Linked DNA regions of Zea mays: region 1 is linked to region 2. Evidence: chromatin contacts called from public Hi-C data. All regions are on one chromosome and are shown on one strand. Each heading gives the region's core, a stretch centred on a gene start, on an enhancer-like site or on the middle of the called end of the contact. The rest is flanking DNA. Distances are from core to core; before and after follow the strand shown.

Evidence for each region. Hi-C and Micro-C count contacts between places; a contact is called where the count stands out from the background.
Region 1: a Hi-C map of ear shows a contact between it and region 2, with 1.6 times the contacts expected there. The contact joins the promoter of LOC103634670 here to the promoter of LOC107521950 in region 2. A contact is called at or near these places in 4 of 25 Hi-C or Micro-C datasets (bundle sheath, ear, leaf and 1 more).

Annotation. Positions count from the first base shown.
Region 1 is chr1:57,574,986-57,579,646 of Zm-B73-REFERENCE-NAM-5.0, forward strand. It overlaps LOC103634670 (U3 small nucleolar RNA-associated protein 14), which reads left to right and starts at 1,879. Exons shown (of 11, transcript XM_020546372.3): 1 at 1,879-2,388; 2 at 2,516-2,642; 3 at 2,859-3,304; 4 at 3,456-3,677; 5 at 3,774-4,079; 6 at 4,191-4,529; 7 at 4,610-4,661. The coding sequence starts at 2,107.
Region 2 is chr1:57,410,492-57,414,562 of Zm-B73-REFERENCE-NAM-5.0, forward strand. LOC107521950 reads right to left here and starts at 2,210. Exons shown (of 2, transcript NM_001321718.1): 1 at 1,931-2,210; 2 at 1,289-1,788. The coding sequence starts at 2,123. The coding sequence ends at 1,436.

The DNA of each region.
Region 1 (4,661 bases), core at 629-3,128, 160 kb after region 2:
TTGTTTTGTTGGAGATTTGAGGTCACTAATGTTATTAGACTTGTGACCAGTATGACGTCTCCAACATGGTACTGTCGGGTTTTGTCTGTGTATAATTGAAGCAGTAAGCCTAAAATAGGTTTCGGTTGCTTGGATTTGGATGGTAATGGTTGTGAACAATGTCGAACCTTCGGATTGCAGTAAATGAACATGTTTGATCGGAGAGCTCATGTTGTGATTCATTTCTTCCTTATCTGCAAGTATCAGTTTATCACCAAGTCATCTTGAGTTAATATGGTGTAATCTTGTTCTTGCTTCAAGGTTCCTTGAGACAAAATGACATTTTTCTTCATTATTTTATTTTAAACTTTAGAATATGTTAGTACGACATAGAAAAGATCATACTACTTTTAATCGACTGAAGCATTCATCAACTGAAGATGGTTCTAAAAGCACGTTATAATATTTACTACACACTTCTAACCACAGAAACTCAACAATGATTAAAAGGGGTGCAGTAAATGCTCGGAGAATTTTAAAAAAATAAATTGTTTGGTGGACCATTTAACCTTCTAAAAATTGATAGAAATTGATTTGCTTGCAGTAGGGGGTTACAAGCGTCCGCGAGGGAGAGAGAGAGAGAGAGTCTGTCCGTCAGCCCGTCCTCCCGCGCGGCCACCTCCTCATACGAGGGCCCTGGACCTTCCTTTTATAGATGTAAGGAGAGGGCACAGGTGTACAATAAGGGTGTAGCAGTATGCTAACCTGTCCGGCAGAGAGGAGCCAGAGCCCTATGTACATGCCGACGTGGCTGTCGGAGAGGTGTTAGTGCCCTGTGCATGTGATGTCGTGGCCGTCGGAGGAGCACTTGAGCCCTATAGAAGCACATCTGTCGGGGCTGCCGGGTCCTTGCTGACGTCTCCTTGCTTCCGTAAGGGGCTGAGAACCGCTATCGTCATGGGAGCACGCGGGGTGCCATCATTACTTGTTTACCGGGGCGAGCCAGATGGGACGCCGGTCTTGTTCCCCGTAGCCTGAGCTAGCTAGGGGTAGGGTAATGATGTACCCCCTGTAACGTGGTCGGTCCGAGCCCAAGGTCGAGCGAGGCGGTGACTCCTCCGAGGTCGAGGTTGAGTCCGAGCCCCAAGGTCGGGCGAGGCGGAGACCGTCTTCCGAGGTTGAGGTTGAGTCCGAGCCCTGGGGTCGGACGAGGCGGAGATCGTCTTCCGAGGTCGAGGCGGGGGCCGAGCCCTGGGGTCGGGCGAGGCGGACACCGTCTTTCGAGGTCAAGGCGGGGGCCGAGCCCCGGGGTCGGGCGAGGCAGAGTTCCTATGGCGCCTGAGGCTGGACTCGGCTGCTGTCAGCCTCACCCTAGCGGGTGGCACAGCAGTCGGAGCGGGGCAGGCGACACTGCTTTCCTGTCAGGTCAGTCAGTGGAGGGGCGAAGTGACTGCGGTCACTTCGGCCCTGCCGACTGAGGAACGCGCGTCAGGATAAGGTGTCAGGCGATCCTTGCATTGAATGCTCCTGCGATACGGTCGGTTGGTGAGGCGATCTGGCCAAGGTTGCTTCACTGTGAAGCCTGCCCGAGCTGGGCCTCGGGCGAGTTGAAGGTGCGCCTGTTGCTTGAGGAGGCCCTCGGGCGAGGCGTAAATCCGCCTGGGTCTACTGTTCCTGCCCGAGGTTGGGCTCGGGCGAGGCGAGATCGTGTCCCTTGAGTGGACGGAGCCTTGACCTAAATTGCGCCCATCAGGCTTTTGCAGCTTGTGCTGACGGTGATTACCAGCCGAGTTTAGAAGTCTTGGGGTACCCCTAATTATGGTCTCCGACACTAGCGTACTCCCGTTGCAACGCACGGGCACAGACCTAGTATAGACTGAAAAACTAGACATTTGATGATGTGCAATGTGAAAGAAAACCGGGCCTTGTCCCGGCTGGAGCCGCGGCCCAAGAACTGAGGCGAGTCGCGAGCGTACCCTAGCCGCCAGCCGCTCAACACGCCCGAGACCTCAACTCCCGACGCCTTCTGTTTCAGCGTCCTGCTAGGCCGCCGCAGTTCCCCTGCTAGGCCGCCGCAGTTCCCTCTCCGCTCCGCCGGATCCATCCCTCGCTCTGCTCATCGCCCCAATGCCGAAAAAGGTCGCCATGCGGCGAGGTAAGCCCGCCCCCGACCAAGGGAAGAGGCGGCGCCACGGGCCGCGGCTGTCCAAGGTGATGCTTCGGGAGCTCGACGCGATGGGGCCTGGCCCTGCCCGCGGCTCCGATGGTGAGGAGGACGGGTCCGACGCGGTTGCCGAGGACGTGTACGAGTACGAGGAAGGGGTGCCCGAGGAGGAGGCCGGCAAGAACGGCCGCTATGACACCGTCGCCAAGTACGAGTACAACTTCGACAGCGACGCCTCCGATGCGGTGCGGGGACCCTTCCTACTCGATGCACTGGGCCACTAGCGAAGCGATTGCTGAGACGTTGTCATTATAAGCATTTGAGCCTGTCTTGAACTCCCACCGAATCATGTTCGCATTTGCGTATTTTTAGGATGAGGATGTGCCTTCGGAGGAAGGCGAGGATATGGACGAAGATGACAATGACGACGGTGATGATGAGGAGAAGCAGATAAGAATACTTCAGGAGACGACCGGAATGCCCAGAGAAGCCTTCGATGGTAAGCTTTTTTTTATCCTGTTAACATTGCATATGTTATATTCTCATGGACATTGCATACAGATTGTTATTTTTTTTTGGGTTGAAGGCTTAGGAGTTTTCCTACCTGCCAAAACTGTGAGGTGCTAAATAACGTTGTAGCACTCTAAAATAAACGGCGTTTGCCGAACTAAATAAAACTAGGGCTCAGAAATCTGAAATGAATTTGTCAAAACAGGAAAGAAGAGGAAACAGCCATCGGAGCTGCACCTGCAGCATGGCGATGGAGATGGTCCTGTCACAATTCATGATCTCTTGGACAATGTCCAGGGGAAACCTGGTTATAGCAAGATCCGTAAGAGGCTGCAGCAGCAGGAGAAAAAACCGATGGTCGTGCTAGCCCCACTTCCAAAAGTAGAGAGGGACAAGATCGAGCGCAGCGTGACGTTTCAGAAATCCAAGAATGAGCTAACAAAGTGGGAAGGAATCGTGAAGAGTAACAGGGAAGCTCCTGTACTATACTTTGAAAATGATACCAACTTGGGTGTGAACACTGTTGCGGCAATTGCTAGCGAATTTAAACCAAGGACTGAGTTTGAGAAGAAGATTGCTGAGATTACGCAAAGCACTGAAATAATAGAAGCACACAAGAACGATGGTGCCAAAATCCTGGAACTTAACAAGGTATCTTTGATGTTCTCATTGCACTCTGTCAGTTCTACTGAACTGAACTATTCTATAACTGTGCTGACTGCTACGCACGCTGAACATGTTTACTACACTGTTTTTAAAGCCATGGAACACTCTTTCTAAACAAGTTAATGAACTTATGTAGATTGATGCAGAAGATGTGAGAGAACACCAAAACCGTCTTGCTAAGATGCGCAGCCTTCTATTCCGTCATGAAATGAAAGCAAAGCGTATGAAGAAGATCAAGTCCAGGACATATCATCGGATGTTGAAGAAGGACAAATTGAAGGCAGCATCAGCAGATTTCGAGGCAGATCCTGAAGCTGTCACAGATCATGCTAGGAAACAAGAATTTAAACGGGCAGAGGTAAATCACTGCTCATATGTTTTTTCTCAGTTATAGGGAAATTCCCTCATTGGTCTTCCCCCAACAATGTTGCTAATTTATCTGAAATATTTATAGGAAAGGATGACATTAAAGCACAAGAATACATCACAATGGGCAAAGCGCATCCTCAAGCGTGGATTGTCTGTTCAAGATGAAGGCACCCGAGCTGCCATTGCAGCACAGCTCCAACAAAATACTCTTCTGACTAGAAAAATGAATTCCATGAAGGATGATTCTAGTAGTGAAGAAAGTTCAGATGATGATGACGACGAGAGTGACTCAGAAGCAAAAATCTTAAACAGAGGGAAAGAAAAGATTCTTAAAGCTCTTGAAGAAGACAATGAGATACCGAATTCTGGAGTTTTTTCGTTGCCTTTCATGGTGCATTTTCATTTCACATGCTGCTTGTGCATTTGTTTACAAAAAAGTATATTTGCTAGCATTGTTGCAATTCTGTCACCACCATAATCACATTTCTCTGCTTATTTACAGGAGCGTGCTATGAAAAAGCGCGAGGAAGCAACTTATGAGGAAGCACGACAGGCTCTTGAAGAATACGATGATTCCTTGAAGAAATTAGAGGACAATAACACTGAACAAAACGAAGACAAAGTTAAGGTGTCAGGTAAAAGAACGTTTGGGCCTACCAAAAATACGCACGAAGAGTTAGTGAAGAGGAAAAAATTACAAGATACTGAAAACAGCAGTGATAGCGAGTATGATTCTGAGCCAGCCCAGCCTTTGAGCAATAATGAAGTAACTATGAAACATGATGATACCCAATTTGGGAGTGCACTACTGGATGATGAACCACAGAATGATATATACAGAGTAAGACATTCATACCTTCAAGTTATTGTACCATGTGTTTTGGATAATGTAATCTGATATACATTTGTTGCATTATGTAGAACTTTACTGATATCATAAAAAATCCTGGTCCTAAGACAACTTTCGAAGTTG
Region 2 (4,071 bases), core at 960-3,459:
TCCGGTGTGCCAGCGGAGCAACGGCTCCCTGCGGCGCCAACGGCTCCCTGCGGTGCATTAAATGCGCGCGCAGCGCGCGCAGAAGTCAGAATCGCCCATACCGGTGCACCGGACATCAAACAGTACATGTCCGGTGTGCACCGGACACCCAGGCGGGCCCACAAGTCAGAAGCTCCAACGGCTAGAATCCAACGGCAGTGATGACGTGGCAGGGGCACCGGACTGTCCGGTGTGCACCGGACTGTCCGGTGCGCCATCGAACAGAAGCCTCCAGCCAACGGTCAAGTTTGGTGGTTGAGGCTATAAATACCCCAACCACCCCACCATTCATTGCATCCAAGTTTTCCAACTTCTAACCACTTACAAGAGCTAGGCATTCAATTCTAGACACATACAAAGAGATCAAATCCTCTCCAATTCCACTCAAGCCTTTAGTGACTAGCGAGAGAGATTTGCCGTGTTCTTTTGAGCTCTTGCGCTTGGATCGCATTCTTTCTTTCTCTTTTGCTCTTGTGATCAACACTCAATTGTAACCAAGGCAAGAGGCACCGATTGTGTGGTGGCCCTTGCGGGGAAGTTTTGTTCCCGGTTGATTGAGAAGAAGGAAAGCTCACTCGGTCCGAGGGACCGTTTGAGAGAGGGAAGGGTTGAAAGAGACCCGGCCTTTGTGGCCTCCTCAACGGGGAGTAGGTTTGCAAGAACCGAACCTCGGTAAAACAAATCCACGTGTCACTCTCCTTATTTGCTTGCGATTTGTTTTGCGCCCTCTCTTGCGGACTCATTTATTATTACTAACGCTAACCCCGGCTTGTAGTTGTGATTATTTTTGTAAATTTCAGTTTCGCCCTATTCACCCCCCCTCTAGGCGACTATCAAACCTAGAGGAAGAATATCGAACCCAAGAGGAAGTATAGGATTGGAGAGGAAGAATATCGAACCCGATAGGAAGGGTATATGAGTAAGAGTCAGAAGACTAATATAAGTGCCCATTGAACAAATTGTCGTGAACAAGAACGGTCCGAGAAGTAGCTAGATATAGCAAGCAGTCGCACCACGCGTTTCTCTAAAAAACTTGATCACCTACATATCTGGCATGTGATGCAGTGAAACGGTGGTTTTAAAGGCATGTTCTCCAAACAAGTGTAAGCATAAATATAGGAGTGACACAAAATGCATATACTTGCATGCATGGTATAGAAGTAATATATATATGTAATACAAGGTACATTGTACAGTTTATATTACGTCGTAACACATGTGAGATGTGGCACACAAAGTGACTAAGAAAGCAGCCCGGCCGCTACACGTATTGACTGATGCTTAATTATTTTTTATAATAACAAACATGATTCGTTGGCGTCGTCGATAGATTCACAGCTTGTGGAGCGCGCAGCAGCCCTTGTAGGTCCGACGATCCACGCCTGACGACGAGAGCTCAGACGAAGGAGAAGGGCATGGTGCTGAGGTTGAGGATGCCGCCGACGATCGCCCCGATGAGACCGACGATCCCGCCAATGAGGCCGCCGAGGCCGCCCAGGTCGCTGCCGCTGCCGCTGCCGGTGGTGATGCCTACGAGCTTCAGCGGCGCCGACAGCGTCCCGGCGGCTGCGGCCAGGGACCTGTCGCACGCGCCCAGCGGGGTGACCACGACCACCCTGCACAGGTTGTGCATGGCGGCGGCGACCAGGTCCCTGCTGGCGCTGCTCTGGCTGAAGACGAAGGCACCGGCGCTGTCCGCCGTCGCGCTGCCCACGACCTTGCCGCCGCACACGAGCTGCACGAGGGCGTCTGGGCCAACGACCCCAGATGGCGGGGAAACATATGTAAGGTCCTCCGATCCATATATGCACGTACGTCCTCGAAAGTTGCTTATGAACAGATGATAAATGATGTATATATTCAGATGACGACCGCGCGTCCTTATCCTTACTAGGGAACGCCGGGACCGTGGCCGGGTCAATGGAGTTCCCGGTGGCGCATGGCACGGTTCCGGAGACGATGAGGCTGGTGTTGGTGTTGGTGCTGGGGCTCGCCTCCAACGCCGTCGCACCGCGGGGCAGCTGGCAGGCGGAGACGACGACGGCGAGTAGGGCGGCGACGACAAGCAGGCTCTTCGGCGCCATTGTACTGTATCGCTGCTCGATCGCTAGCTAGTTAGTATTGTTTTTTTTAAAAAAAATATTATCAGCTCCGCTTCGTCTCTCTCTCGGTCTTTTGCACGTAGCAGGTTGTGCTGAGCTGAGTTAGTTCATGCTGCTGTGCTGCATTGATCTGCTACTTATAGGCGCGCGGCGTGTGCGAGGCCAATAATGCAAGTTGCTAGCATGCTCGCACGGGTCGGCTTCAGTTCAGTGCGCGCGCGTGCTTGCAGTGTTGGAACGCCTCACGCTGTTGTCTCTGTCCGCGTCGGGCGTGCACGTAAGCAGCCAACTTGACGGGCGGGGGCAGCCGACGGAGCTACACATCTCTTTTGTTTCGCAGTGCTGCATTGATGACTGCCGAGCCAAGTAGTCAGTACAGTACTACTAATATAATGGGTGGGTGGTCATAAATTAACACGCTGATGATTATAGTCTGATAATGGGTGGTCATGCGTGGAGCTGCTGATGATAGGATGGTGCTGCCCTGGAAACCTATAGTAGAGGCGTGTGGTCACAAGCCGTACAACGCCAAGAAAATGGAAGCAAAAGAGATTGATGTCGTTCTTGTCTCAACAGTCACGCACCATGATCGGTAATGTCATATTATGGATCTATCAAGGTTTGTCCATCAAATTGAAGAACCAACATTAAAAAGGAAAAAAATAGATAAATTATGACAAGTTGGACAACGACCCAAACAGTCCTACGATGGAATGTCTATCTAGGGTTTGGCTTAAATAAAAAATTCTAAAAATTCTTAAGAAAACTTAGAGATTCATTTAGAGCAAGTTTAACGGTATAGTCGCAGTGGCTATAAGCATCTTTACAGCTTGTCATTTAGGCTATTTATACACTATCGAAATCTGACACTTTATTGAGTGTCAAGCGCTTTGTCGAGTGTCATTCTCGACACAGACCCTCTTTGCCGAGATTCAAACACTCGACAACGTCAAGCTCTCGACGAAACGTGAATCTTGGCAAAAGGCAATCAACGGTCGTCTATAGTTGACGATCGTTAACTATGCTAAGTGTCAGGAGTTGACACCCGACAAAATAACTTCTTTGTCAAGTGTCGTCTCGTAGACACTCAGTCAATTAATTATTCGCCGAGTGTATTTCTCTGACACTCGGCAAAATATATTTTTAATTTTTTACCAAACTTTTTATACTATATTCCTACACTATATAGACCTACATGTTTCATTTTGGCACAATTATCAAAGTCTTTGCTATAACTGTTAGATTTAGTTCGTTTATTTGAATTTCTTCGAATAATTCAGATTTAAACTGCAAGTCACTCGAAAAATAGAAAACAGTGAATGTAAAAATGGTATTCATATTATTTAGCACAAGTTATGGTCTATTTCAGGAACAGACCGGAATTTTCGAACACCATACTAACGAAACATGACTGTGAACTTGCGATCCAGTTGTTTTAAAATTGTATAAAACACAAACAAAATCAAAAAATTATAAAACTTGCTGAGATGTAATGATATTATAAGTAGAGATACTGATAAATTTAAATAAACTTTGTCGAGTGCTTACTAGGGGGTTGCCGAGTGTCAGATCTAGGACACTCGGCAAAAAATATTTTTAAACTTTTAAAAAAACTTTACCGAGTGCCAGTCACGGGTACTCGGTAAAGTTGGTGTACATATCCCTAACCGAGCGGGTTTTCTTCCGCGGCTTGCTGTTACTTTAATCCGATTGTGATTGTGACTTCTACAGTTTTTTGTCTTTATAGATTACAGCTGTAGCAACCGTACCGCATGATAGACGACCAATTCACTTGTTTTTTTCGTTCTCTCACTCTATCTCTCACCTCTCCACACCGCCGGCGCCGGCGCCGTTTAATGCACAATCTATACCTATTAGCCATAACTGCAACCCCGTGATTCACCGTCGTCTCCTATGATCTCACCACTTA